Linked DNA regions of Hordeum vulgare: region 2 is linked to region 1. Evidence: chromatin contacts called from public Hi-C data. All regions are on one chromosome and are shown on one strand. Each heading gives the region's core, a stretch centred on a gene start, on an enhancer-like site or on the middle of the called end of the contact. The rest is flanking DNA. Distances are from core to core; before and after follow the strand shown.

Evidence for each region. A called contact is a pair of places that touch in the nucleus more often than the background predicts.
Region 2: a contact with region 1 is called in a Hi-C map of leaf, with 2.9 times the contacts expected there. The contact joins the promoter of LOC123407259 here to the promoter of LOC123411547 in region 1. A contact is called at or near these places in 4 of 6 Hi-C or Micro-C datasets (leaf and seedling) and 1 of 1 datasets of contacts at active chromatin or transcription factors (embryo).

What each region holds. Positions count from the first base shown.
Region 1 is chr7H:516,514,621-516,521,624 of MorexV3_pseudomolecules_assembly, forward strand. LOC123411547 (LRR receptor-like serine/threonine-protein kinase HSL2) reads right to left here and starts at 2,864. Exons shown (of 2, transcript XM_045104513.1): 1 at 146-2,864; 2 at 1-58. The coding sequence starts at 2,783.
Region 2 is chr7H:516,861,463-516,868,466 of MorexV3_pseudomolecules_assembly, forward strand. LOC123407259 (SPX and EXS domain-containing protein 1-like) reads left to right here and starts at 3,742. Exons shown (of 14, transcript XM_045100355.1): 1 at 3,742-4,106; 2 at 4,260-4,386; 3 at 5,128-5,166; 4 at 5,252-5,344; 5 at 5,459-5,575; 6 at 6,193-6,288; 7 at 6,850-6,963. The coding sequence starts at 4,321.

The DNA of each region.
Region 1 (7,004 bases), core at 1,614-4,113:
ACCACACCAAAGCTGTAGACGTCAACCTTCTCGTTCACCCTCAGCCTGGAAGCATACTCTGCACAAGTTCACCCCGATTAGCACTACAATCAATAATGAATTTTCACAAGTTGACATGGCAACTTAATGAATTTGAGCTTCTCACCTGGGGCCATGTACCCAAACGTGCCGCCGATGGCCGACACGGACTCCAGCTCGCCGGACTTGACAAGCATCCGTGCGAGCCCAAAGTCAGCGATCTTGGCGTGGAACTCCGGGTCAAGCAAGATGTTGCTGGACTTGACATCCCGGTGCACGATCGACTGGGCGGAGTCGTGGTGCATGTAGCTGAGCCCCTTGGCCGAGTCGATGGCGATGGCCAGCCTCGTCGGCCAGTCCAGCGGCGCCGGCGCGCCCTCGCGCTCGAGGTGGTGCAGCCACCGATCGAGGCTGCCGTTCTCCATGTACTCGTAGACGAGCAGCTTCACGTCCTGGCTGGAGATGCAGCAGAGCAGCTTCACGATGTTGTTGTGCCGGATGTTGCCCAGCACCTTCACCTCCGACTCGAACTCCTTGTCGAGCTTCGCGTCCAGCTTCCTTCCGTTCCAGATCTTCTTCACGGCCACCATCCTGCTACCGCCGCCGTGCTCCTCGTCGCCGCCGCCGGCGGCGGCACGGGCAGGCAGGTGGATGCGGTACACCTTCCCGGACCCGCCGCTGCCGATTACATTCTCCTCGCGGATGTTGTTGAGCACATCAGACTCGGTGAAGCGCAGATTGGTGAACTGCGTCATCTTCCAGTCGGTCACCTCTTGCTGCTCCTTCCGCCGCCGGAAGAGCAGGCATGCGATGCCCACGCTGCCGACGAGAACAATGCCGGCGAGCATGGAGAAGAGGATGATCAAGCCCCTCGAGAGCTCGTCACGGGCACTGCCGCATTTGGGGAGGTCTACTCCCGAGTCCTTCCTAGCACAGAGCCCGTGGTTGGCGAGGAAGCTGGTTTCGTATGCCGCGCTCTGCAGCGAGAGCGGCACCACGCCGGTGAGCTGGTTTGACGACATGTTGAGCTCGTTTAGTTTCAGGTTGCTGAAGTCCGGCGGTATGACACCGGTGATTTCGTTGCCGGACAAATCAAGGATCGTCAGCGATGGAAGCAACCCGATACTGGAAGGTGGAATGATGCCGGACATCCGGTTGTGGCTCAAGTTGAGAGAATTAAGCTTCTGCAACAAGTTGACTGATGCTGGTATGGAACCAGTCAGCTGGTTGCCTGACATCGACAGTTCAGTAAGGTTGGCAAACTTGCTCATGTTGTCCGGTAGCTCGCCGTAGAGCTGGTTGTTCTCCCCCTTGAACACGCTCAGCGCGGTTGCCGACGTTGGGAAAGAGCCAGAGAATCTGTTATTCCCCATCTCAATCCGCGAGATGTTCTCGGATAGCTCGGCCGGCAGAGCCCCGGTGAAACCGTTGTTATGTATCATCAGAGTGGTCAACTTCGGAAATGACCATATCTTGGCCGGGAACTCGCCGGAGAAGCGGTTGTTGTAGAGCATGATGTTGTTCAGCCGGACGCAGTCGCCGAGGTTCTTCGGGAGCTCGCCGGAGAAGCTGTTGTTGAAGACGACGATGTCGTAGAGACTCCCGTTGGCGCAGAGTGACTCCGGGAGCCGGCCAGAGAGGTTATTGTTGCAGACCTCGAGGTTGCCGAGCGGCGAGTGCTTCCCGAGCTCCTGCGGGAGCTCGCCGGAGAGCTTGTTTTCAAATAGCCGGATGTCCCTGAGTTTGGGGAGCGTCGCCATGCTTGCCGGAATGGTGCCGGTGAGCTGGTTGGTGTACATGAACAATATGATCAGGTTCTTGAGGTTACCAATGTCTTCCGGTATTTCTCCGGTGAGCTTGTTCGTCGATACATCAAGCTCCATCAAATTCAAAGCCGTGATATTGCGCGGAAGCTCGCCGGTGAGTCCGTTGGTGAACAGGTACAACTTCTCGAGCTTTGGATGCTGCCAGACCCACGCCGGGATCTCGCCGGTGAGTTTGTTCCCCGTCATAGCGAGCGTTTGAAGCTTCGCTAGGCTCGAGTAAGCCTTTGGGATCTCGCCGGTCATGTTCATTTCGGACATCCAGAGGTAGGTCAGACTGGTTAGGTTGGCGAACTCGTGCGGCGCAGGCGCCGGCGCGAAAGGGTTGGAGGCAAGCGTCAGCTCCTCAAGGCCGGCGAGCTTGCTTATCTCGGCCGCCGGGTACGCCCCGGTGAACTGGTTGTTGTCAAGAATCAGCGACTTGAGCAGCGGTAGCCCCGCTACCGCCGCCGGCACGGCGCCGGAGAAGTGGTTGCTGGAGAGGTTGAGGCGCTCCATCACCGGCGACAGCAGGCCGATGTCATCCGGGAGGACCCCGTCGAACCCGTTGTTGCAGAGGTCGAGGAACCGGAGCCGGGCGCAGCGGTAGAGCGTGGCGCCGGGGAAGGCGCCGGTGAGGTTGTTGTAGGAGAGGTCGAGGAGGGCCAGGTTCGCCAGGTCGCACACGGACGGCGGCACGTCGCCGCTAATTTTCAGCTTCGGCAAGGATAGCCCCGTGACCACGCGCGGTCCGGCGCCGGCGCCCTCGCAGGCGATGCCGGTCCAGTTGCAGTGGTCGGCGTGCGCGGCGGGGTCCCAGGAGGCGAGCTGCGCGGGGTTTCCCCAGTTTTTCTTGATGGCGAGGAGGGCGCCCTGGTCGCCGGAGGCGGGCTGCGAGCTCGACTCGCCGGCCAGGAGGAGGACGGCGAGGAGCAGAAGCGGGAGGGGATAGGTGGTCTGCATTATTTTAGTCGGAAGTTGCTTGGGCGGCCGGTGACTGTGAGGTGAGGTGATGACGGACGGGGACACCGGTGAGCTGAGGTGGTGGGAGTGAGTGATGCGCTCATATACGTGTGAAAAGGCAAGGCGGGGCGGCGCGAGTCAACGAGTCGTCGGTCGTCGGCCGTGGGGGCATGCGCCTCGGTGTGGTGGGGATGGAATGATTGATTAGTGGCCACTTACTGAACGCTCACATCGGCTTTGGTTCTGTCTGTCGATCTGTCTAGTGATAAACGAGATGCTGGATGTTGCTATGGCACTATTAATATTAATCTGGTTATTACGTTTGTCTTTTTGTTTGTATCTGAGACGACGACTGGCGTGATGGATTGTTCGACAATAGTTTGGTTAGTCGCCGGTGTATCCACAGGGTGCATAGAACCTACATGGAGTATATCAGCCGGAGCTCAAATGATCCCCGATAAACAGTAAAATCGAAACAAATAGTAAATAATCTGATTTTTTTATAATCTTTGACAAACGTTTTGTATGCATGTAAATTTTGAGCACGAAATGACATTCGTGTAAGGCCTGACAAAAAAATTGATGTTTCAAAAATGCTAGTTTTAAAAACATTTTGAAGTGCTGATTCTTTTCACCATGCATTTCACGAATGTCATTTCATACTTAAATTTTGCATGCATATGAAATATTTATCAAAGCTTATCTCAAAAAAATCAGCATTTTTTTAAATGTATTTTTTTCTTCTAATTTTACTGTTTATCATGAAGCATTTGAGCTCCGACTTAGAATAGGACTTTCGTACATTGGTCTCGCTTTGTTGTCCCCTTCGAATTTGGTGTCATGCTTTGACCGTAGATTTGACTAATAAATAGAAATTGTATGTCACATAAAATTATATTGTTGAATTCATATTTGAAAAAGGTTTTCAATGATACTATTTTTGTGGTATATAAATTATATTTTGATAGTTAAGTCAAAGACCAAAGTTTGACCCAAAACAAAAGAGAGACTAACAAATCAGGGCGGAGGGAGTAGATTATCAAAGAAACTTGTTTTGCCAAGTTAGTATAGGGAAGTCATGAGGTGTAGCAATCTCTCGCGAGAAAAAACAGCCACCAACCCCCTCATCCCCTCGTCTTCCTCCTTGGCGGCTACGGAGGACCCCCTAGATCATGTCGTCGCCGCCCTCCCCACCTCATCACCACAAGAAGAGCGATCGGCGAGGAAACGAGCGCCGACTTCCGGAATGGTTGCGGCGGGGCACTTCGACTGGCTCCGGCACCCTCCCATGAGACGGCGGTGTCTTTACTCCCCCTGTGTTGTGGCAATAGCTCCGAGATGGCTGCGGGGACCCCAACAACGGCTCCTAGCGGCAGCTACACCCCTTAGACTACCCATAATGAGAGTAACATAGATAGTAACATAAATGCCACCTAAGCAAGAAATATGATGTGGCAACTAATTAATGAGAAGAGAGAGAAACCGAGTAACTTAGCATGTTACTCATACTAGGAGTAACTTAGCATGTTACTCATACTAGGAGTAACATAGCGGATGCCAAGGCAAAATGACTCTATAGGCTAATAAATGAAAGGCTCAATGTTAGTACCCCTATGTTACTATCCACTCTGGAGGTAGTAACTTAGACTAGTAACATATGTATGTTACTACTGTATGTTGCTCCCCATTGTGAGTAGTCTTATGTTTGGTGTTGATGGTCATGCGTCGGTCGTAGGGTGGCAGGCCCGTGGCGACGCGCGGCAATGGATGCGCGAGGCCTCAGGAACCGCTCGTGCCATCTTCACCTTCGATCCAGACGATGTTCAGTTTCAATCAAGGTTTTCTGATTATACAGAATGGTGACACAGTAAGTTCGAATTGTTCCGAGCAGAAAAAGGTGGTCAGTTTTATAGCGGAGGCTAAGTATATTGACACTTTGGAAGCAAGAATGAATGGTGTTTCAACTAAAGAAGATCGTCACCGAGCTTGGTATGTTTTCAAGTGTGCTAGAGTCAATGGAGCACTATTAAGAAATAAAAATAGCGTGCCATAGTTCAGGCCAAGAAGCCAAGGCCCTCCAAGGAGTTCAGCCATATACAAAAAGTAGATTCCACATAATTTATGAATTTTCATGGAGCATTGAGACACAAAGATATGCAATATAAAGATGGATCTGAAAATATGAGATTTATTGATGAAGTCTATACCACAAATAAAGCATGAGCAACACCAAAATGCCATTGGTGTTGGGAAACTGATATAACTAGATTCTGGACTCTAATGCAAGTGGAAGACTATTGAAAATATGCCTAAAGACAATAATAAAATATTACTACGTTATTTCCGTGTTCGCAAATAATTTTATATTTATGTATTATAATTACATTAGTTCTTGAATATGAGATCCCGAGGAAAAGCCAATTACACGTGTAGAAACATAAACACCAATATGATCTATGATCATGTTTGGGGACCCCGACTTGTAAGTTGTGATCACCGAATGCACGTGTACAGTGATCCTAGAGATCAATGTTCACTTGAACACACAAGCTGAATAACAAGATTCTTACATCCATACATACCGTATGATACAAATAAGGACCATTAAGGTCAAGTCTTACATAGATAGGGCCTCGAAGGCCGACACACCAAACACAACTAACAGCGGACATCTTGAATGAAAGCATGAACCCATGCCCTCTGCCTTAACCTACAGGCATTCTGACTGGGAAGCGTCCTAGTTTGCATGTTCGTCACTGACGAACTCTTCTCCAAATTCCTGCTCTTCCATGCCTGGCCAATTAAATAACCAGTGGCAAGCGAATGAGTACTTTGAAGGTACTCGCAAGCAACCCATGATGTGGAACAAGGCAATAATGAAACATGATATGATACCAATAGGCAATTTGCGGAAAGCAAGGTTTTTCCTAGTGCAATAACATGATCAACTTCTTGTGCGGTATGCATCATAAGGTAAGTGATAACCACGCGAACGGGTTACATATTTCAATATCAACTGAGGGCTTAACGACCCATGTTTACCCATCATGCCAAGTCATCTGACTTAGATCATCATTCGTGCTACCACCATCCCCCCCCCCCCCACACACACTTGGTTTATGTGAAAACTCATGGACATAGTTTAAGCAGCACCACCCAACTTTCCTTGACCGTGGACACGACTATTCGAATAGGTTTACACTCTACAGAGGTTGCACACTTTACCCATAAGACTTGGGCAACTTCCGTGTCAGGACATGACTCGCGACATTTCTCATACCCGAGGTAAGTACCCAAACATCGCCTTTCCCACGATGATACTAGCAAAGAGATCACTCGTTGGTGACAATCCCTCGTGATGTACATCACACGTATCATCCACGAGGGCACGCAACGCTGTGCCCGGTGTCTGTGAAAACAGCCCATGGTCGGCCTTTCTTGGCACAACCCCGTCTCGAGAGTGAACACGTCACTCCCGCCACTAGTAATGCGGGCTCTCTACTAGCATCGACCATAGTAATCAGCAAAGCCCTGTCCCATAAGGGGTATTGTGGTTGCACATGTAAGGTTGGGACGGTCGTCAAATCTTAAATCTAATCCGTTTTTTAGAAATCCCTCACACAACTGGCCTCAATATACCACTCCCTAATCAAGTAGTTACCTAGCTCAACACATCACCCTCGGGTATTAGTGGCACCCGACAGGGTTTTCGTAAAACATTTGAAATCATCTTCTTTTACCGTCTCCATGCATGTACCCAATCCCATGCGTAGCACTACTAGCAACCTAACTACACCCCACCCGCACAACCCTCATAGGTAGGCAGGGTTATGCCCAAGTGCAAGTGTCACCGAGGAACTATCGGGAACACCTCACCAAGGTAGTTCCCGATTCAACATGGCCTTATGCATCGAAATAAAATGCTAAATATGACATGCATGAAAGTATTCTCTTAGACTTGGTCAAGGGTCTTCTTGCCTTGCTCAACAAAGTCTCTGGGGTCTTCAAAGTCTTCTAGTCCAAGTCCCTCATCAGCAATGCAATCTACCATCGCAATATAAACGGGCAAAAATAAGCACTCAACCAAAAAAAAGAAAATAATCTACTCAGAGTAATGTCACGCCATTTTTATAAAATACTAGGATGCGTATAGGTTCTGTAAAAATTATTGGGTCTTGTTTTTGGACTGTAAAAAGTTATAGAAACTATTTTAACGCAGTG
Region 2 (7,004 bases), core at 2,492-4,991, 350 kb after region 1:
AGCATATTCATGCATACAAAACATCCAAAGTCGACAAGATAATAGCATGGAACCATCAAAAATTATAGATACGTTGGAGACGTATCAGTGAGCAGGTTGCATGCGTCCTCCCCGGACGAGGAACCTCATACATCGAGTCACTCTCATCTTCTCCATGACGCCGGCTCGAAGTCGGCTCGCTCTGGCACTAAGAATGCCTGTCGTGGCTGCCCTCGCCCTTCCGGCCGGAAGTGCGATGCGAGGATGATCCCTCGGCTTGATGATGACTGCTGGGGTTATGGCGCGCTCCGGGATTGGGTCCCGGAGACTCCGACTATGCTTGACCAGGGTCAATCCGTGTCTGCTGCTCGTTGGCGGCGTCAAGGAGGTTCTTGACCCGCTTCTCCGGAAGGACGCGCTCCTCGCCCTCCAGGCCTGGCATTTCCGCCATGGCCGCCTACGCAGCCCGTAAGTTGGCCGTAGGAGTCTCGTAGATGGGCTGCTTGCCGCCTAGGATCTCGGAAATGACCCGACCGCGACCGCGGACCGAGCCAAGCCGGCTAGGACCCTCAGAAACTGGAGTGAGGCCATAATTGGAGTTATACTCACGCTGCGTGGCCTCCATCCGGCGTTTAGCCGCGGCGATGGCAATGCCCTCCTCCAAGATCTGCTTGCGCGCCTCCTCCAGCGAGGGCCCGCGCGTCGGTGGGTTTTGTGGAGGTGGTGATGGGCGTCTTCAAGCCGTCAAGGGCGGCATGAAGCGTGTCGGCGGAGACAGCAACAGGCTCACCAGCGTTAGCCGACGCCTTGCCATGAGCCTTGCTGTTGCCAGCGCCAATGACCATCACCCCCACGACGTTGGAGACGACGGCGACGTGATACGGGGCAAGGCGCCCCGCAGATGACGGTGGACCGTCGAAGACGAGCATGTCACTAGGGTACGTGTCGAATGCAGGCGTCTCCGCGAGGGAGAGCCTACTAAAGTTGGCGCTTGATGCCTCGACGTCGAAGTCCTCGCCAGGGTAGCGAGGGCCATCGTCGAGACGTAGGTCGCTGAAGAGAATCCTGAGGTTCTCAACAACAGCGATGACGACGCTGGGGAGCGACTCGTCGTCGGACTCCCCATCGGAATCCGAATGACGGACTGGGACGTCGATCAACATGGGCGAAGCCTCATCAATAGCAGGCTCCACGGGCATGCTGATCGGTCCGGACGCGATGCATCCGGCGGTGCAAGTGCAGGGCCCCGCCCAGCGCGTAAATCCGAGCGATGCCGCGGACGACCCCACGGTGGGCGCCAAATGTTCGTGTTTACTCACAACATAAGCCATGGGTAGGCTAAAGATGGTGGGAACCGAAGTGGCACCGGAGGGCGCTGGGAACGAGGATGGTACAAGCATGGAACGCACGATGTACCGAGGTTCAGGGCTCTCCATAGAGATAATACCACTAATCATGCCGGAGTGTATGATGTATGAATGTGACTACAAGTGCTCCTGGAGCTGTATTGCGGAGGAGGAAGAAGGAGCTGCCGGCTCGCGTCTGCCTCTCCTATGTGGTGTGTGTGTATGCTGAATTGACCGACCCTCTGCATGGAGGGGGCCCGAGGGGTTTTATAGACGAACCCACCGACCTACAATATGGATAAAAGTACAAGAGTGGGACCCGGCTGGCCAGGGGGCCCACGGGGGTCTTGTCTTGTCGTTGGAGGGGCCCGCCGGCTGCGAGGTCTCGTCTGGCTGTGGGACCCGCCGGCTAGCCAGTAAGGATCTCGCGTGAGGTTGATGCAGGACACATGTGGGTTCGGCGTCGTCTAGCGAGAATCGTCATGGGCAGACAGTACACCCGTCTCCACTGTTCCCGCGCCGAGTGCAGTAATGGAGTGGGAGTTTGACGGGCCGACACTATGCACAGTGATCGATCGGAGCCGGAGGAGGTCAGCGGCGTGGACGCTGATGCTGTACCTGCCGTGCATCCCGATCCAATAGCCACCTTTAACCGTAGGGTCTCGTCATGACCTACGGTCTGATGTGACTTGAGCTCCCTAGCCAGCTAGTCGCTTGACTAGCCGGCCGTGGTACGGCCGCCTCGCCTCTAGCCGGCCAGCTTGGCCTAGACGGCCAGAGGGAGGTAACTGTCTCGTCTCTAGCCGGCAGGTGCTTCCTGGCCGGCCAGAGAGTTGGCCGTCTCGCCCCTAGCCGGCAGGTACTTCCTAGCCGGCCAGGGGGACTTGGGCTTTGCATAATGGTTCTTGCTATTCCTTCTTGGTTGAAGGCAAAGGAGTAGGCCTGATGAGCCTACCCCGGGGTTATCCCCCCGACAGAACTTGTAATCTAAACAAAACCCAAGTCTAAGCGGTGCCCTAAGGGTTGTATATATGAGGGAATAGAGAGGGTTTTTCGTGACCCTTGGAGGAGGGATCCGAAAACGACCCTAAACTTGGTTTCCCCACACATACGGTCTATAAAAACAGCCTATGTGGTAGTATTTCAAAATTGCATGGGCCTGTCTCAAAAATAAGGTGACGCCACACCTATAATAGCCTATGGACGAATTTTATGAAGTGTCATCTTGTATATTTCGTCCAAGCCTTCATGCTTTCCTTATGGTGGCTTCAAAGTCCGAAAATCACCACTAGAAGCTCCCTTATTCTTTCCCGCGTATGCACCTCCCCCTCCATGCTTGATCCCACTCCAATGGCCATCCTCCTTGTCCATGCTAGGTCCTTCATTCGTGAGCAAAACAAAAGTATCCAATTTAGGCGGAATCATATGTTCAGGAACATTAGAAAGATTCCCAAAAAATGAAAGTATGTGGTAATTCAATCGGCGTGCGCGAGCTCTAGTAACTCGTCCAGTAGGCATAGCCGGTGTAACAATGGTATCAATGTCCTCATCATTTCCTCTTGCATGCTCATGAGTATGATCATGCCCACTTCTTCGCCCGGATCCAACGAATCAAAGAACTCAGCTTCAATCGTTTTATCAAGCCCCGTTGGTCCATACTCCTTGTTGGGCGAAGCATCGGAATTCATGATTTTTCTATAAATAAATAAAAAAGGGGTTAGACATTTTGTCGAACACACAAAGGGCAAGGAGCAGCCCGAGAGTTGCCGGACGTATCACGACGACGTCCGGCAGCCGATGATATCTGCGCCTCCGCGGGGACGAGCACATGGGAGAGGATTATTGTGCCGGCCGTGGCGGTACCAAGGCTCGGAACGAACGTAGAGCAAGGGTGGCGGTAGAGCTGCAAGACGTCTGACGTGGAGAAGGAAGAAGAGAGGAGAGAGCACATGGATCCGGTAATCGAGGGGGTGAATTTGTTGTGGGGTATGCATGCCGGGTCCAACACGACAAACACATCCATACCAGCCTGACCATCCCTATATCCACCTCATATTTGGACTGGATATGGACGGTGCCGGTTAGCCCGAAAATTTGAAGCTCGTTTGAGGCGTCCATCTAGATCACTCTTTTGTACCCGTCACTATTGAGTCGTCCGCCGAGGTATTTGAATGAGTTTGGGACGTCCGATTATAGATGCTTTTATATGGTTTAGTGTGAAAGCACATGAAAATACTCATCGAACAAACTGATAAGCACATCATGTAAATGCAAAGTTGCGAGCATGATTGATTTGACGACAACATTTGGCAAAAATCAAAACTTACCAGAAGTTAGTAACTTTTTGTCAAACTGGCATGCCAATCATGCTCGTAAGTCGCTTATAGGAAAGGGGTGCATGCTTTAAGATGCGTGCTTGTCATGTGTTCTCATCTCTGCGGGTCTCCTCCCCGCTGTTGCTAGTTGCACGGTCGAAGGCGACCGGCGACCTCCCGGATCTCTTCCTCCGTTGCTGGGGCGGCTGGCTGAAGGGCAACGAGGGGTCAGGGGAGCTCCGGAGCAACCGCTTCAGATCCGGCAGATCCTTGCCAGAACCCAGCCAAATCATTCGTCAGGTTTTCAATCCGATCCAGTTCTGACGATTCTGCTCGCCATTCCCCTAGCCGGCGGCAGGTGCGCTCGTCGGCGAGACCCCAGACGTTTGGCTTGCCTAGTGCCTTTCTTTCACCCCGTGGGCGGTTTCTCCCCTGTTCAGGTGGAGATCCGGGCTGTTGCTTCCCGGTAAGCCACCGCGGCACCGGCTCTGGCTGGGCCTGATTCGTGGGAGAGCGGCGAGATCCCGCTCCGCTCTAACCTGTGCTCGTCCGTTTCTGGATTGCTCGCGGATTTCGTTGCATGTTGCTGATCCGGTGCGATTAATCTATCCGTGCGCAGGGTTCCTGCGGAGGCGCAGGCACCGCGCCTGCGCGCGCAGAGGCCCGGGATCGGCGGCGAGATGAAGGGCGCGTCCGTCCCCGCGGTTGTGGGCATGCCTTCGCCGCTTTTTCTTTGGCGGTTTAAGGTAGGTTAGCCTTTCGACAACTGGTTTTCCCCTACCGTGCTGTGGAATGTATTAAGTTGTAAGCCTAAGTTTCACACACTTGAGCTCTGATTTCAGATGGTCTGTGCTTGCTATACCCATTGCATACATTTGTCTGCAAATACTGTAGTAGCGTAATGTACCCGCTCCCGAAAATGGGTCAATTAATACCCTCTCTTTTCATGAGCAAAGTTGAAAAAACAGAAGGGATTAGAGCTCTGGATCGTAAGACGTCTCTCTCTTTTCACTGCCTGAACAGTGAAAAGAGAAGGGATTAGAGCTCTGGATCGTAAGACGTCCCTCTCTTTTCACACCTGACGCTTCTCTCTTTTCACTGCCTTAAATATGCAAGCTTTGTAAAATGGGGCTCAGACTCATGCCATGCCTAGCTCTCTGCTAGTCTAAGATGCGCGTTTGTTCGTTACAGAACAATCACGCTATGATGATACAGCTATTAGAGCTCTGGATCGTGCCTTGTAAATGGCCATTCAGGATCGCCATTGTCCTGTCGGAGCTGCTGCTTATTTTCCTCAATGACTTATTATCGAATATCCTCTTAGAGGCTCAAATACATTTACACGTCCTTGTAGAATTATATGTATATATATTAACCTGCTCCACTGTATAAACTGACTAAATGTATCCAAAATATCCTGTTTTATTGATTTCACATCTGCCTGGACTTTATCCGTCAAATTGCTTATCAACCTGTCTTTTTTCCAGGCTATATTGTTTCTCCTGTGGGGTTTATGCTGTTGCAAGGTCAGTCTTTCTACGATAGTTTCATAACCTTATTTTCATGCATGAATCGATCGTGTGGTAATTGGTAATACTCTTGGGATTACAGATAGGGTGGGACTCGGTTATGAGGATGAGTGCTGATCTTCGAGATTTATTTCTGTATGAGGTTTTCTTATACTATAACCCTCTCTTCCTTGTGGTGAGTTTTTTTATTACTGTATTTGTGTTATGCTCAAGGGAAATACATGTTAAGACAGAAAATCAAACACCTACCTGTGCATCTATGTAACTGTGCTTAGTGTTCTTATTGTAGGCACTTATGATTTGGTTATGGGGAGTGAATCTGTGGGTCTTTGCACAATCATCAGTGAATTATGTAAAAGTGTTTGATCTCGCGCAAACACACTTATCACACCGAGAAATTTGGAGGGTATGCCTATTGATCTCTCTTGATTGCATTTGCATTTTAAAATGTTGCTGTAGTCTGGACTTGCTGAAGTTAATATTCATGTTTGGTGCGTTTGAACTGACATAGCTATCCATAGGCAACATGTTCTACTCATTCCATAGGATATTTGCTGTATACATTTCTTAAATAATTTATGTGCCTTACAGTTATTGTGACTTGTGACAGCGTCTTGAGTTTGCAAAATGTTTCCTTACCACGTTTGTGCTGATGTTAACTTCCAAGACCACAGCATTTCACCTTAGTTGCCAATCCATTTTTTTGGCAGTGCAACTACACTCATAGATAATACCTACTGTAGTTTCTCAAAGAACATGCCTCATTCGGATAATTATTCTTGAGAATGACATGTGCGTATTGCATTTTCTAATGTGAGTGTTGAGTGCCCCTCTTTTTGAACCTGGCTCTCTTTTCTTTAACCTGTATCTGTATCATGACCATTTCTATTATATGTGTTTTATGTTGTTGTTTCTGCATTCATCCATGTTCTTTATGTTAATACTGTGATGTACAAATTCTCATATTACTTCTGTCTGACGTATTATTCTGCCAAAGTAACCTTTTTTTTGTCTTATTGACAGTGTGCTACTTGGCTTACTTTAATTGTTCCCACAAGTATGACAGCTTACCTATATCTGTACTCACATGGGGAAGTGTCACTTGCTGCTTCTCAACCAGTGTAATATCCAGCCCGTTGTATCTTTTCATGTCATGCTTTCTTCTTCTGTGCCGGAGTTCATGAGATATTTTGGCCTCTACAGTGTGCAGAAATATGATCCGCAGAGCTATAGTATTATTGAGATTGAGATACTAAAATTAGTCTCCCACTGAGTATGTCCGACTGGATATGCAGTGCTAATTGATAAATTGGAACTTACATCCTGTCATAATAGAAGATCTGAGTGGTAGTTTGTCCATTGTATGTTTCTTTAGCACAGCACTTCACTGCACATAGCCTACTTTTCTTAAAAATAGAAGCCATTTTCCTGAATCATATCAAGCAAAAGGTCCATTTAGTACGGTTTAAGTGCAAGAACAGAAATTGATGTATATCTACCCTCGAAAACAATTGATATACATGCACACATATTGCTGCCTGCTTGCTGCGAGGTCTACTTGTTCCTCCCTCAACTTGGAAACGGGAAAAACCTCGCGGTGCATTCTTCGCATTCTTTAGCAATGTGTTACTTTTCAAATCTGGGGTGATTAAACTGACGTATCTTTCTGTTTCTTTGCAGGTTCTTTTGTATGCTATCCTTTTGATAATCCTCCTCTCCCCGTTTGATATGTTTTACTTATCATCGCGCTTTTACTTCCTGAGGACAATGTTGCGTATAATACTTCCATTGCAAGTAAGTGGTTCAAAATGTTAGTAATGCTTAGGTTTTGCCTT